2 separate regions of the Mus musculus genome follow, and region 2 is linked to region 1. Evidence: chromatin contacts called from public promoter capture Hi-C data. All regions are on one chromosome and are shown on one strand. The core of a region is the stretch at or near the end of the contact, and the rest is flanking DNA. Distances in the headings are between cores, read along the strand shown. Region 1 holds the start of Zw10 (zw10 kinetochore protein). Region 2 holds the start of Ankk1 (ankyrin repeat and kinase domain containing 1).

Region 1 (3,658 bases), core at 389-2,888:
ATGACCGAAGTTCAACTCCCGGGACCCACACTGTAAAACCAAAGAACTGACTCCCACAAGCTGTCCTCTGACCTCCACACCCACACTACCACACACATGCGCCCACAGACATACACACATGAATAAAATAAATTTTTATAAAGGATTGAGTCTTGTTATCTCCCTTAATTCAAAGCAACTTAATATCTTCTTGAACACGCTGCACGATGTAAATTATGCTTGCCCATAAACTAATTCCTTTTATGTAGGAAAGATACTATTCTCCAAACTGGCCAAAAAACGGGGCTGAAGTGTAATACTTCAGCAGTTACAAAGCATCCCAGTACAAAAGAGAAGACTCAGGAGAAAAGTCAGGCATTTGTTTTATGCAGGAGGCTACAACTGAGATGGAAGAGGTGTGTGTGTGTGTATGTGTGTGTGTGTGTGTGTGTGTAGAAATACATTTAAAGTGGTAAAAAGCTGGAGGTGCAAGGACTATGCCTGCTTGAGGCACAGAAAGTAGTTCTCAGTTGACTGAAGATTCAAACTTATGTATGAAACAAATACTAGTGCAATGTCCTCATCCTAGATCATTAAAAAACAAAAAACCGTAAGCCACACTACAGAAATGCCAGTGGCATGAATACATAAAATTAAGAACTCTAACATCAAAAATTGTTAGGAGCGGGTGGGATGGTGGAGACCTTCCATTTCAGCACTCGGGAGGCAGAGGCAGGCGAATTTCTGTGAGTTCGACACCAGCCAGTTCTACAAAGCTTGAATCCAGGACAACGAGGGCTATTACACGGAGAAACCCTGTCTAGGAAAAAAAAAAGAAAAGAAAAGAAAGAAAGAAAAAAAGAAGAAGAAGAAAGTTGTTAGGTAGCGCCTACCAAGTCCAGACTTAGTGAGGTACACGTCATTTTCAAAGAAAGCCACTGAAGACCTGGCTTGCCAGGTAGCACTAATACGAAGTAAAACTATGGCTGTGAGTTGCATATTCATGCCGGTACCAGCTCATCAGCCCTCAGCATGCCTCAAGTTCCGTGCGTGAAGTAATACTTTTATAAACATATTCAACCAGTTAAAAGAAAATCCGAGGAGAACGACGCGACTTTCCTAGAATTATTACATCCATCCATAAATGAAGGAGTGGGTAGAGATGACAGATAGGGCGGCTGTCCTGTCCTAAGTGGACATCCGGGCTTCCAGTCCCACCTCCGGCTCCGCAGGTTTCTTCAGTCTTCTCCATCAGCGGCTCACTTTTGCCCAACTTGGCCCCACTCCCCACCACTAAACAGCCACGGCCTTTCCTCCTCACAATCCCAGGCCCTGGTCTCCAACCGCTCTGCGGCCGTGCTCCAAACAGCCCCCCAACACTTCTGAGCCTCCAACTCAGGAGGCTCCGCACCCGGCTCTCCCCAGCGGCAGCAGCCTGTGGCCCGCCCTCACCTTGATCTCCTCCACCCGCCGGGTCAGGCGGCTGATCCTGGTGCCCAGATCCTCCTTCTCCAGGCTCCCCGAGTGGGCCAAGACTTCTGTCACGAAAGAGGCCATCGCCACGAAGCGTACCCACACAAACAGGATAGGTCAACCCCGCTGCCAGCGCCGCAGCTCCGGTCCCGCCAGCGGCCTCACCGCAGGGCCTGCCGGGAAACTGAGTTCTACGGGGTCCGGCGCTCGCGCACAGGAGAGGGTCACACTACAGTTCCCAGGAGGCCTCGCGCCGTCAGGCGTCCGCTGTTTCAGTGGCGTCTAGAAGGCACCAAAGTGCGCAGGCGTCATCTGCTCCCTACAGGTTTTCAAACGCCAGTCTGTTCCCGCCGGTTTTTTTCTTCTTGTATTTTGGGTAGGGTTGGGTTGGTTTCGCTAGAAACTGCGGAATGTTTCAGGTAATAATCCTTTATGGCCCTCCCTATACTCAGTAATCTCAGGTTTTCCTGTGAGATTATCTAGCTCGATACTTACAGAATCATCTCGATCTTTTTTGTTATTCATTCATTGGGCTCAGCAGCTAAGTCTACCCGAATTTTGCCCTCTGGAATTGTGCGAGAGAGTGACATAAGTGAAAGGATCCCCACAATTGCACCTTTCTAATAGTGTTTGTTAATAGTGCCTCATATTAAGTATATTGATACATGGATATGGTACAAATTTATACTTAGTGTAACGGTCCTGTAAGTGCTACAGACATTCTTTTATAAAACCTTCTTTCTAAGATACGTATGAATGTTTTGGCTGTGTCCATGGAAGTCAGAAGCAGGCAAGTAAGTCCAGTCCCTGAAACTGGACTTACAGATGACATGAGCCACCATGTGGATGCTGGGAATTGAGTCCTGGTCCTGAGTAAGGGCAACGAGTGCTTCTAGCCACCGGGCAATCCCCTAGAACAAGATTCTTATCACTTCCTATCAGAGATTACAAATAAATTTCACCAAAGGCTTTTTATCGTTGTTTAATTTTAAAGTTTTCAGTGATTTTTTTGGCTCTGTTTTGAGACGTGGTTTCTGTAGCCCTGGAAGGCATCAAATTCATAGCTATCTTCCTGCCTCAGCCTCCTGTATACAGGAATTATACACTTATTCCACTATGTCCAGCTAGCCATAGCTTTTTAGAACTATTTCATTGTTGAAGGTCAAAAGAGTGTTCCGCGAAGATGAGATCACTCGTTCACTTTGCAAAACAGGCTGACCTGAAAGACAGCCACTGGGCATTATTACCAACGTGACACTCTTTGTAGGAGAGGGATGCGTGCTGTAAGAGCATCCTTGTCCCCTTTATACACTTTTTGTTACTTGACCAGCAGAGCAAGCAAGTGTTTTACATAGCCAAATGGAATGCCATTAGTGCAGCAATACCATAAAGTATAAAATTAACAGAGACAAGGGTGCAGATACAGGTAATTCAATCAGTAGGGATTTAGAACAGATGTTATCTGTCTCCAGCATCCTTCCTGGAGCAGGCAATAAAACCAATAAACAAGATGTTTATTATACAAATGTCATCTTTTCTCTTGCTAATTTACCCTTTGTCCTTTTTTATCGTTGATGGCAGGGAAAATTCTTGCACTGAGAGCTTGACCTTTAACATTCTTCAACTGAGAGATCACTTAGTAGTTAAGAGAACTAGCCTTGTGGAGGACCCGGGTTCCAGTCCTATGTGAGGCAGCTCAAAAACACCTGTAATTTCAATTCGAGGGAATCCAATGTCTTCATTCGACCTCTGAGGGTTCCTGTACATATATGATGCACATATATACACTGAGACACATACATATAAAAGAATTACTAAAAATAATAAAATCGTCTCATTATTGGTATGTATTGCATACTTGGAGATATTCACACAGTATAGTATGATCCTTTTTTTCTAAGAAAATAAAATAGAGGTGCAGGCCATACATGGTCACACACAACTTTGGATTCAAGCTTTCAGCACTGAGGAGGCAAAGACAGGCGAATATCTGAGTTTGAGGTGAACCTGGTCTACTAGTGAGTGCCAAGCCTGCAGGGCTACAAAGACCTTGTCTCAAAAACTAAAGTGTGTGTTTAGGGTATGTGTGGTGTGTGATGTGTGTGTGTGTGTGTGTGTGTGTGTGTGTGTGTGTGTGTGTGTGGTGTCCTCTGGGTGGACTTTAATGGCTTATGCTGTTTCTTCGCATCCTTTTCTCTGCTTTCTG
Region 2 (3,658 bases), core at 376-2,875, 370 kb before region 1:
GATTTTCATTTCTCTGGGGTTTATTTTCCCAAAGGACAATTGCTAGGTCATTTAGCCTATATATGTTATATATTCTCAGAGACTGACTCACTGCCTTGCAAAGTAGCTGGTCGTCTATAACTTCAGTAGCAATGCTTATATGGTTCACTTTCTCATGGGTATTTGTCCTTGATATTTATGTTAATAATTCTGTTATGTGTACATTGACATCTCATTGTAGCTTCACTTAGCATTTGTGTATTGGCTAATGACATTGAGCATATTCTCAGGTCCTTATTTGCCATCTGTGTAGCTTCCCCAGCAAAATGAGCCCGAGTCTCTTCTCCATTTTCTAACTGGATAAATTATTTCACTTGTTAGCCATTAACTTTGAAGACATCCTTATATCTCCTAGGAACCAGCAAGACATGATTATCCAGAAGTCAGCTCACAAATATTCTCTCCCTGTGTGCACTTTATCATCTCATCATCTTCCTGTGGTCCTCCCCAGAGTGGGTGTTTTTTATAACGTTCAGTTTATTAATCTTCAATTTATGAGTCATGCTTATAGTATTTAAGTCTGTCCTCATGGGTTTTTGTTTTGTTTTGTTGTTTCTGCCTTACCCTAGGCCATAAACATTTCCTTATAGGGTCAGGTGTAATGATTGGAGGTATACCTCCAATCTCAATGCTTGGTAGACAGAGGCAAGGGGGTCATGAGTTCAAGGTCAGTCTTGTTTCCATATGAGCTCAAGATCAGTAGAACACATCTCCTCCCCTCCCCTCCCCTCTCCTTCCCTCCCTTTCCCTCCCCTCTTCTCTCCTCCCCTGCTCCTCCCTTCCCTTCTCCCCTGCTCCTCCCCCTCTCTTCTTCTCCTTTTCTCCTCACTATGGATCATCTGCCTTAGCTTCCTGAATGCATTCATTCCTTTACAGTGACCAGTCGTCCCCTCAGCATCCAAGCTGACGTTGGAGCCTGTCAGAACATGCCCAACATGCCTTCTGAAACACGTTTGCAGAGTGGAAAATGGAGACAGACTGGGGAACTTCCCTTTATGCAAATAACTTGTCCTGGTTTAAAGAAAGTCTCCATTGGCTTTCGGCTATGACAGAACTGCTGGGTCACTGTACTGACTCTAGGGCGCTCATGGGTGCTCAACCTTTGTGACCATATATACTCAGGAATGCTGACATTTTCTAGAGTTCACCCAAAGACATTGTCCTGACATGACTAAAGGAAGAACACATGCACTATAGTTGCTATAGGCAAATGCTGTCATTTGCCCCATGTTCAAGTTCTCTGTGGAGGGGTAGCAGAAAGATATGAATCAGCCTGCTCCCACTTAATATTCGACCACAATGCCAGGCCAGCCTCTCCTGCTGCGATCTGACTTCCAGCTGCAAGCACAGCTCTGGCCCTCCCTAACTCTGCTAGGCTGAGCTAGCTGGGACTGAGGAAGAAAAAGCTACCTGAGAGGGGCATGCCCTCTTCCAGGACCAGATCTTTTCCTCCCTTCTGCAGCCTCGGGCTCTGGGCTGGCTGGGTTTCCCCACCTTGGCGGAAGAAGAAGGAGGGGGGACTGCCTCACCTCATCATTCCCACCCTCCCAGACCTGAAGAGCAGGAAGCAGAGGCTCTTGGAGCCACCCAGCTCGCTGCCAGAGTAAGGTGCGGTGCAGAGGCACAGGGGAGTGTATGGTGCCACACAGAGCCAGGAGGCTTCTGAACCCCATGGCAGTCGGTCCCTTGGCGCAGCAGCTGGGCAGCCTCACCGTCTTCACGAGGGATGATTTTGAGGAAGAATGGCACCTAGTAGCCAGTGGTGGCTTCAGCAAGGTGTTCCAGGCGAGGCACAAGCGCTGGAGGACCCAGTACGCCATCAAGTGCTCCCCGTGCCTCCAGAAGGAAACCACCAGGTAGCTGATGGCCCACTTCCACAGAGCAGAGACTGAGGTAGAGCAAGTTTTTGGCCTAGGGAGCTCAGAGGAAAGGGATAAGCTGGGGTTGGGGTTGACTGTCCAGGTGCTTTTAAATGAGCCCTGCGATCTGAATTTCCTCAGAAGAGGTTCTTTCTCTCAACCTGAAATAAATAGGCAAACAATGCCTGCTTGTTGGCATCCTAAGAAGTCAACCGTGAGTAGGAATTGACTTGCAAAATTTCTTTTGTCGGCCTGGCCTCTCAACCTTACTTTGCCTCCTTCTGCATATATAATGAAGCTTGGACACCGCTCTTTACTCCATCTTTTCAGGGTAGCATTGAGCTTTCCAAAAAATGTGACACTTGGCTCAGTGACCTGTAATGTGTCACCTTCTCTTTTTCCATGCCACCAACTGTAGGCTAAAGGGGCTGCGAGGCTAGACGTTGCCCCAGTAGGAACCAACAGGAAGCTGATGCCACACTCCTGGCCTTCCATAGGGGATTAACTGAGGCAGAGCCCAGGTCACTTGCCAGTTTATGTAAGTCCTGCTGGGAAGTCAAGTCTATCACCCCATGCTATCTGTCTGCATTGGATCCTGGCTGTCAGAGTTTATGCTACAGCCTCTTCTTTGTTAGCGCCTCTGGCCTTATTGTGTGTTGTGTGTTCCTGCTAAGTGCTTCTGCTTACAGCCAGGAAGGGGACATTCTGGGATGTTAGGCCCAAGTATGACATGTCCACCACAGCACCTCTTGGGACATCAACTGGGCACACAGTGGTGCTTACTTAGATGTTATTTATTGTGTTTCCTGTGATTTGATGACACCCCCCACCCCCACCCCCACCCCCACCCCCACCCCCACCCCCATCCAAGAGAAGCTTTTGTATTAGTTCTTGTCTCTGCCTAGAGGACTCTTAGCTCTGGAATGTTAGGTTTATCCAAACCATGTAGAGTCTTTGAAATAAAGAACACAAGGAAAGCTGGTGAGCTGACTCAGCACATAAAGGCATTGGCTGCCAAGCTTGATGACCTGAGTTTGACCCCCAGGACCCGCATGGTAGAAGGAGAGAATGGGCTCCTGCAAGTTATCCTGTGACTTACACACACACACACACACACACACACACACACATGAATGGTGACACATTTGCATTCACACACACACATGCACACAAGGAAATATGTTTTTAACAAATAGCATGAGAAAGTGGATGGTGTTGACCTGCCTGTCTGTGATTGTGATAAAAACTACAGCCAGTTTTCCTTCCCTAGCTCTTAAGACTCATTGAGTATTGAGGAATTCATTGAGTGTAGCTAGTGGATGTTATTGTGGATGGCTGTCTTTGGAGCTTTATGATTATTGCTTTATTAGCTCATCCATCCATCCATCCATCCATCCATCCATCCATGCACTTGATGAAGGATAATTGCTCTTTACTATTTACTATTGCCAAACACAATAATGGCCCCTGGGAGGAAATAATGAGTGAAGCAGACATGTTACCACTCTATGGATCTTGCAGCTCAGAGGAAAGACGTTAAGCACAATCTGAGTGCACTCCTGTGACACAGGCAGGAAACAAATCGTGTGTAGTCCTCTGAGCTCTTCCTGACAAAGGTTTACCTGAGATCAGAAAACCTCCCCATGAGAAAGTTACCCTGGAGCTAAAATGTGAAGAAAGAGTGTGACTTAAGTAGGTGAGGAGAAAGTTTACATGCAATGGGACATATAAAGGACCTGTGAAGGAGGGGCATGGTGTGT

The links. Promoter capture Hi-C pulls out the DNA fragments that hold promoters and counts their contacts.
Region 2: a promoter capture Hi-C map of stem cell-derived epiblast-like cells shows a contact between it and region 1, with 2.0 times the contacts expected there. The contact joins the promoter of Ankk1 here to the promoter of Zw10 in region 1. A contact is called at or near these places in 2 of 39 promoter capture datasets (the 3T3-L1 cell line and stem cell-derived epiblast-like cells), 1 of 115 datasets of contacts at active chromatin or transcription factors (embryonic basal ganglia) and 1 of 9 other capture datasets (pancreatic islet).

The regions. Positions count from the first base shown.
Region 1 is chr9:49,053,561-49,057,218 of GRCm38.p6, reverse strand. It overlaps Zw10 (zw10 kinetochore protein), which reads right to left and starts at 1,638. Exons shown (of 16, transcript NM_012039.2): 1 at 1,432-1,638. The coding sequence starts at 1,536.
Region 2 is chr9:49,425,008-49,428,665 of GRCm38.p6, reverse strand. Ankk1 (ankyrin repeat and kinase domain containing 1) reads left to right here and starts at 1,625. Exons shown (of 8, transcript NM_001376951.1): 1 at 1,625-1,895. The coding sequence starts at 1,675.